Regions from separate parts of the Hordeum vulgare genome. Here region 2 is linked to region 1. A link is a contact called in public Hi-C data. All regions are on one chromosome and are shown on one strand. The core of a region is the stretch at or near the end of the contact, and the rest is flanking DNA. Distances in the headings are between cores, read along the strand shown.

Evidence for each region. Hi-C and Micro-C count contacts between places; a contact is called where the count stands out from the background.
Region 2: a Hi-C map of seedling shows a contact between it and region 1, with 5 times the contacts expected there. The contact joins the promoter of LOC123437114 here to the promoter of LOC123436971 in region 1. A contact is called at or near these places in 3 of 6 Hi-C or Micro-C datasets (leaf and seedling) and 1 of 1 datasets of contacts at active chromatin or transcription factors (embryo).

The regions. Positions count from the first base shown.
Region 1 is chr1H:359,797,063-359,801,446 of MorexV3_pseudomolecules_assembly, reverse strand. It overlaps LOC123436971 (probable NADH dehydrogenase [ubiquinone] 1 alpha subcomplex subunit 12), which reads left to right and starts at 2,615. Exons shown (of 5, transcript XM_045115674.1): 1 at 2,615-2,834; 2 at 4,040-4,066; 3 at 4,152-4,243. The coding sequence starts at 2,746.
Region 2 is chr1H:360,361,619-360,366,002 of MorexV3_pseudomolecules_assembly, reverse strand. It overlaps LOC123437114 (cyclin-dependent kinase E-1), which reads left to right and starts at 2,416. Exons shown (of 15, transcript XM_045115685.1): 1 at 2,416-2,836; 2 at 2,949-3,059; 3 at 3,180-3,283; 4 at 3,424-3,466; 5 at 3,559-3,657; 6 at 4,119-4,188; 7 at 4,272-4,366. The coding sequence starts at 2,612.

The DNA.
Region 1 (4,384 bases), core at 1,366-3,865:
AAAGCAAAAAAGATAAATTTAAATGAAAGGATAAAAGAACGAAAAAACAAAAAATAAAAATAAAATCAGAAGGAAAAAATCAGAAAAGAAAAAGGAAAAAATAAAATGAAAGGAAAAACAGAAAAGAAAACAAAAAAACAAAACAAAAAAACGAACGAAAAAACGCGCTTCCATAAACTGGGCCGGCCCAATCCCGGTCATCGTGTGGCACATCAACGATCCCTGTTTGGAAAATGGTCAGAAGGTTTGATTTAGACCGGAATTGCATAGTTCAGGGTACAATCGACCGGGATTTTAACTTGAGGGTTTATATCGACCGACCTCTACGAATTCAGGGTTTAAAATGGACTTTTTTCGAAAAGATTGGATGGCATAGGTCGGCCGCCCGCCCGGCTTTTACCCACTTGGATGGAGCTGCACAGGCCCATCAATCCGTCACTTCGCCTTAGCCCATCCATCCATCCATGGACGATCGAGTTCGTGCGCACACTCACTCGACGGTCTAGTAGCTAAGCTAGCGAGCTATAATCTGTGCAGAAGAATCTGAACTAGTATACTGCTAATGATTGTTCCCCATATATTTCCTCTTTCCCGGCCGGGACGACGTACGTGGTGGTGGAGCGATGATCGTTTGATGGAGGGGTAGCATAGCTTGCTGCATGTGGCCGACGGAGTGGCCCTCATGAATTAAGCTTGAGCTATAGGGTTGCAGAGCTGGAGTTTTTTTATTTATAAATAAATAAAACGCAAGCTGTATTCATTTGTAACAACCATACGTGGTTTATGAGGATATTTATAGTGTTTTTTTTATGGTAAAAGAGTTTTATTCCATATTCATAGGATTACAATCAAGAGGCACCAACTCCTTCACACGAACAAGATCTCTACCAGACCATACAGTAGTAGTACTCTCCGTACGACTATACAAAGCCAACCGATATGCTACCCTATTTTGCTCACGCTTAATTTTCAAAGAAATAAACTCTTGCTTAACCATGTGATGCCTAATCTCTGCAACCAAGTGACCATATGCCGACCTGGTTAAACTCTCCCCCATTCATACCTACCAGTGCCACGAAGGAATCTGTACAATGTTATTTAATGGCTCTCAAACCGACCAGGAAAAAGATATAGCTAATCTAGCAATCTTCTGACCAGCTTTATTTACTTCTATATTATAATGCTCGAACCTAGAAATGGGGTAATCATAAGTAAAATATAAACAATCGTCAAAGACCGTCACCGCCGCCGCCTACCATCCTCCATTCTTCATGGTATCGATCATCTTTAGATTATCCGAATTAATAATAACACGATTGCATCCCGTCCTTTATGCATATGATAGACCGAATTTAAGGGCCAAAACTTCAACCATCAAGACATTCGCGTGCCAATCTATATTTTCATTCCTCTAAGGATGAATCTGATTTTGTCATCTCTTATGACCACCCCCGTCGTACCCCTAAGCATGCCATTATAAAGAGAATCATCAATATTAAATTTAACAAAACTTATGTGAGGGCAGACCAACCCTTCTTTTCATGGGAAAACCTTCGGAGAGAAAGTAGTAACATAATTGGTCGTAAGAGCATGGATGCCCATAGAAATCGGGTGTACGCATTTTGAGTTGTCTCCGTGTGAATCAATTTACGTCTTTTCCACCGCAAATACCAGACTAGATGACAATCATTTTACGTGCATATCGAGTACCCATGATACACAAATTATGTTCTGTCAGAAGAAATAAATACTCCAATACCGTCTCTCTAGCACGATCTACTTCATAGGCTTTATAAATAATATTGTCCATCTCCATCCTTTTTCAAACCACCCTTGCTTTGTTGAAGAGAAATAACATATGCTTCATATCTTTTGGATTTTTTTTTTTGAAATGATTCATATCTTTTGGATCAGAGGAGCAAGTAGGGCAGGCGGGCACAGTGGCGAATCTTGCAAGAGAATAAAGGGGGAGGGATCAATGTTAACAGTGTGAAGAACAATACACTAACTCTCAGTTTTTTAGTTCAAATAATGTTATTTTTTATGATGAATACTTGTAAATTTAGTTTTTCAATTTTTGAAGAGGGCTCAACCCTTAGATTCGTCACTGGATGGACAAGACTTTCATGTATCTATTAGCAAGCGTAAAACGGCACAAGAGTGTGCTATGTAACGCATGCCAAATATATTTAGACCTTGTTCGGAATCTCTCCACTCCGCGGAGCTGTGGAGCTGAATGTGAGCCGCTCCTTCAAAATGATCTTTACCCTGCTTCGCTCCGGGAGTGGAGTCGACGGAGCGGAGAGGAACCGAATAGTCTTTTGATCTTTATCAGACAAGGTAATTTTCATAACTTACACCAAATAGAATTAACTACTGTTCATCCCATCCAGTTGGTATGTTGAAATTTGCTTCCATCGAAATCTAGCTGTTTTTTTCTTTTTGTTTGATTATATAATCAAGTTTGTGTTGGATACCCCGTGTACTTTCTTTTTCTTTTTCTTTTTATGGAGCAGGGAGAAGAATGCATAACAACGTGGCTCGGCCCGGTTGCAAAATGCTGGCTCGTTATTTTTTTTCGTGGATGATGGAGTGAGTGAGAAGAGAGTGGGCCGGCCCATACCGTCCTGGTCCGCTTCGCCTATCTCCTCCTACCTTCCATCAGAGAGAGAGAGGGGCGTCGCGTCGCATCGGCCATTGAGAGGAATCAGAGGGGGAGCGGCGCAGGAAGCGAAGGTATCATCCATGGCCGCGGTGGTTCGGAGCGTGTGGCAGGGCATCAAGGAGAAGGGCCTCGCCAACTTCCTCCGCTACGCCCGCGACGAGGGATACCTGTAAGACTCGCCCCCCCCCCCCCCCCCCCCCCCCCCCCCTCCCTCGGATCTGAGATTCGTCCATGCTCCTCCTGCGGCTGTTGGGTCAAAATCCCATCCGATTATCATCTAGGGCTTCTTCTTCAACTTCGAATGCCTCGCCGCGCATCATTTTACCGATTGATTGTTGGATCGGTAATTTCGTTCGCGTCAATATTAATGAAACCAAATGAATATGCAATATCACATGTTCATCTGCTGCCTCAAATTACACAGAAACCTGCATATCTCGAAATTACTCTGCTGGGATTGCAAGGTCTGGAAACAGAAGCACAACTGTTCCTTCCTCTTGGTCTAGGTAGCAGGTAGCTTAAGACAAAATCCTTTGGTACACAAATGCCTCTGCCCACGTTATCAATTTCCTCGATAGTAAATTACAACGCGACAGATCTTCCAGAAAAAAATGAGTACGACACAACATTACCAGAAAGCGAGGGACATTCAAATTTTCATACCATTGGTTGGCCACTGTACTCATTTGCTCGTTTAATATTTTTCATGTGCTTTTAGCTTCCACATAATGCTTTTTGATTATAGCAGGACCTTAGCATCCCAGAAATAGAATACTTTGAAACCTATGTACGCATTGCAGTTAGATCAAACAGTTGCGGGGACTCCCGCGTTAAGGTATCTCCGACTCTCCGCTGTGTGATAACTTGATAAGTATATCCTTCCATCAGAGAACGCAGTTTAGTGCGATGGCTGATGAATACTGGTTACAATCTGCAGCTTCAAGTTGGAGTCCCCAATTTTTAGAAGGAATCACTTTCACTCTTTTCCAAGGTTTTTTTAAGCGCTAGGCGCTGAGCTAGTGTTTTGTCTCCACCTTGCCCTTTTCTGACCAAAGCACATGCTTAAGTGCAATTAAGTGCATGTTAAACGCGATTAAGTGCTAGGCGTTTTGCCTCTGCCCAGTGCACAGGCACACTTAAGCGTGTGCGTATGCTCTTTTCAATTTTCTAAATGCAATAGTTGTATTGCTTTTTGTTAAATGAGCATCACCATGTACACTATCCTCTTCTTGTCGATATTCTCTGGACTGTTTTTAAATTTCTAAAATGATATAGCTCTCTTAGAATTCCATAGTAGGAGGGGAAAAAAGAGCTAAATTGCACATGTGTTTCTTTGTTTATGCTTCTAATGTTGTAATATGGTGTTATTTGCAGAAAATGCCTTGGGGATGGAAACCTATTGTAAGTCCTCCCTCCCATCTCTCCAGTTTTGCAGGAAGGAATGCTTGGTTTTGTGCCTCAGTGTGCAGATTTCTCTTCTTTTCAGGCAAACCAAAATTCACAACATTGGTGCAACCCTTGTAGGAGTTGACAGTTTTGGAAACAAGTACTATGAGAAACTACATGACACTCAGTATGGTTAGTGGCTTTACCCCTGGTTGAGCTACTACAATATTTTATTTTTTAATTCTGCTGCATGCCCACATAAGAATGTTGACCATGAAACTGATACAAATTGCCACTTTAGAAAGACCAGTACAGACTCTATACTCATCATCC
Region 2 (4,384 bases), core at 1,167-3,666, 560 kb before region 1:
TACTTTGTGATAGACATATTGTTTATTGTAATATATCTTGCTATCACTTAGTTGTTTATCTTGCTTAGCATAAGTTGTTGTTGCACATAGGTGAGCCTAGTTGTTTGTAGGTTTTGTGCTTGACATATTAAACGTTAGTTTTATTCCGCATTTGTTCAAGCCTAAACCTTAATTATTTTAAAGCGCCTATTCACCCCCCTCTAGGCGACATCCACATCCTTTCACCAACGGTGGACACCACCAACGATTTAAAGGTGATCAAGACTTCGGGCTTGTCCTACCACAAGCTTGTCAATGTCCAAGGTTAGTACAGGGTCTGGGGCGACGAGAAGAAGAAGCAGAAGAACTCCTTCGTTGATCTTACCGTGGCCATCATCGACTCCTATTATAGAGACATGAATGATGAGTGCGAAAAGGACAAGTCTAACTGGCACAAGTCCTGGGTGAACGAACTGGATGAAGAACACATCAAGTACACGGCCAGGGACGCGTACACAAGCTACAAGATGTACACGGGGATCATTGACATGAGGAAGTACCTCCTTCCTGCAGACGACGAGGGATAGCCACAAGCAAAGCAGTGGCGACAACCATCGTCGGAAGAACAATATGGTTTGATGATCGTCTACTTCTTGTAAATTTATATTAAGGAATGTACATGTGTTGTGTAGTCACTTATGTAATTGGATGTTGAATTGGTTATGCAACAATATTGGTGTTCTGTAGACACATCATAGATGTTGTGTAAACAGAGCAAATCAGATCTCATACAATTGTTTACCAGCAACCGTCTGCCCACAACACACATATCTTGTCACGATAGATCATTTGGGTTATTATTGGTTTTCCCACACAATTATGATGAATGAACTGTTTGCGGGGTATCACCCACACCTTCTTATGCTAACTTGTTTGTTCTTCTCAATCAGCGCAGAGAGTTTATTCGAGCGAAGTGTATGGCGTACTTCGCATACATATGTCTTTTGTTAACCGTTTGTGTCATCTTGGCTAATCGCAAATAGTTTCTAATGACCAATTGTATGCCATGCATCACACATGCAAGTCTCATCTGAATAGTGCCTCGTGGACAAACCATTGCACACAGTTTGTTGTATTGGCGATGGAGCTAGTACTATACCATTTACGATTCATGCATGCACACAGTCTGATCGAAGAATCTCTGATTGATGTGTCATCCTAGGACCTTCATGTAGTAGTGATTATTTTCCGTTTTCCTAGTTCTTTCCAAGGAGGCATGATTTAAACAACCAGACAACATCGCATCTGACACTCGAGGAAGGTACAACCCAACTATGTGGGATTTCAAACGATAATATATCCCTATTTTGCTCTCGGGGTGTTAACTACCATGACTTAGTTCTCAATTTGACATGATGATTGAATTTATGACTAGTCAAACGTTTGTTTTACTCAAATCGACACGTACCCAAGAGAAGAGTACACGTTGTATAGGAAAAAAGTAATGCGAGTGGCGCGTGAGGAAAGAGAGTGGGCCAACTGAAATATCAATGAGAATAGAGATGCATGACCATCAATACCAATCTATACATGTTGATGTTGTATCCATGCAAACAACATATGCCTCCAAGGGTCCCTCAAAAAGGAAAAAGTGTGCATCTAAGAGACAAATACGTTGAGCGATACAACTACCCTCCTCCCAGCAAGGTTGTTACTTGGGATGCGAGTCCAAATATTTTTTTAAACATAGTATAATTGAAGTCGTTCATATGCACGAGCATACCCTCACCCATATGAACGCGCACACACATACCTTATCCCTATGAGCATCTTTGAAAGACCGAGCCGACACATCATGTTGAGAATGATAAAGTTGCCACATACGCCTTCGTAGTCGATGAGAACGTCTCCTCCCGTTAAACGCACATCACGGAAGGCGTGAAATAAATTCAGTAAAATGCAAGCACCGATGCCAAGCGTGGGACTTGAACTCTCATGGACACGAGATACCACTATCCTCCTAATCATTCAACCATAAGTTGGTTTGCGAGTCAAAAAATACATGCAATTCAAAAGGGATAAACGAAGGGCAAGTTACCGTGCTTCTATACACACTACATGTTTGCATACCTATGGAATAAGAATATTTTGAGAAAGTTATTATAAGTGTTCTTCTAATAAAACGAAAACTATTGTTGATGTGCAAGAAAAAGGCATGAAATCTTTGTTTTTTTAGAATGAAAACAAGGTATTTCCTTTAAAAAAAAAGAATGAGAAGGTATGAATTCATAAACCAAAGCTGTGGACTCATAAATCGAAGCTGACCTCAGATAAAAATAAAATCGAAACTGACCGTTACCATCCGATCAGCAGCCAAAGGTGAGGATACAGGCCACGCTGCATATTTTGCAAAAACACTCTCTTCCCCAGCCTGCCCGCCCCCATCCGATCCCCCAATCCCTCTCTCACTCCGATTCGGGCGGGGCCCAAACCCTAGGTCGCCGGCTCCTCCCGAGGCGAGCCTAGCTGATCCGTTTGTTCTGCGCAAGCTCTGCCGTGTTTCTCTGCTGTTTCCTCTCTAAAGGAAGAAGAGGAAGAACGAGAGGGATTTGGTCGGCTGCCGTCGGCGGCGATGGGCGACGGCCGCGGCGGAGGGTCAAACCGCCCCGCGTGGCTGCAGCAGTACGAGCTGGTGGGGAAGATCGGCGAGGGCACCTACGGCCTCGTCTTCCTCGCGCGCCTAAAGCCAACGCATCCCCAGGCCGCTGGCCGCCGCGGCTCCCCCATCGCCATAAAGAAGTTCAAGCAGTCCAAGGAGGGCGATGGCGTCTCGCCTACCGCCATCAGAGAGATCATGGTAACCCGTCGCCGCCGCCGCCGCCGCCGGTTGCTTCATTCCTTCGTGGCGTTCCACACCCTGGCTATATAGGACTGTAATCCCTCTCCCTGCGCTTGCCCTTTGATTGCAGCTCCTGCGCGAGATCAACCACGAAAATGTCGTCAAGCTCGTCAACGTCCACATCAACCACGCAGACATGTCCCTCTATCTCGCCTTTGATTACGCCGAGCATGACCTCTATGTATGCAACTCCCGTCTCCTGCTCATATGTGCCTTTTTCATTCCTGTCAACATCTTACTATGAAATTCAAATCCAACTCCGATGGAATAATTAGTTAACGAAGCGCTGCTCAACCCGCAGGAGGTTATCCGGCATCACAGAGAGAAGCTTAACCTCTCCATTAACCAATACACAGTCAAATCCTTGCTCTGGCAACTGCTCAATGGCCTCAACTATCTCCATAGGTATGTCTATATTTTCAATTAACAAGTCGAATAGCATGATTCTCCATAAGCTGTGATGTCTTTACTGCAAATATATGCAACGTTTATCTGGGTCAATCCTATAAAAATCTGATCTATCCTACCTGTCTCCCCTTCTGCAGTAACTGGATTATCCATCGAGACCTCAAGCCTTCTAATATACTGGTATGTTGCTTCATGCTTCACGCTGATACGCAAATCTGTCCAGTATTGTCTCTTTTGCTTGCTAAGCATGCTGCAATGGTGTGCCCCAGTAGGTCATGGGAGAGGGAGAAGAACATGGAATTATAAAGATTGCTGATTTTGGCCTGGCTAGGATATATCAAGCTCCACTGAAACCACTAAGTGACAATGGGGTGAGTAGCTCTATCTACATTCCTATTTCAAGTAATGTGAGGGAACCAAAGGATGGTACTTTGGTAATGGATTGCAGTCATTCACTCATTCTGCCAAGTTACCACTAGCATTCTCAGGTTCCCCCTATTCTTATAGACTCAAAGCTTATACTTTGCAATTGCATCAAATATATTATCACACAGTGCACCGATTTTGAATGTTTGAGTTCAAGTATCTGACTGCAATTTTGGCCATTGATTGGAGTCCATTGACAGCCTAGGAGTATCCACATTAAGTCTTATAATAGTACCCTCTTAAACCATCTAAATTTATCTCTAATTGTACATTAATTAGGGCACGTGGTAGTATTATTTTGTACAACATTGCTTCATAAACAGCTGAGGCGGTAATGGTATATTTCCGCAGTACTTTTGACACTGTAATGTATTATGCTAATTCCCTGATTTGAAATATATTTCAGGTTGTTGTAACTATCTGGTATCGTGCACCTGAGCTGTTACTTGGAGCTAAACACTACACAAGTGCTGTTGGTATCCTTGCAAGGAGACAAAAGCAGATCCTTTTACTATCTACTTTTCTTCATTAATTCTGTTACTCTCTTAACCATCTCCAGACATGTGGGCAGTTGGTTGCATTTTTGCCGAATTGCTTACATTGAAACCACTGTTCCAAGGTGTTGAAGCGAAAGCTACTCCAAACCCTTTCCAAGTATGGGCAGTTACACTC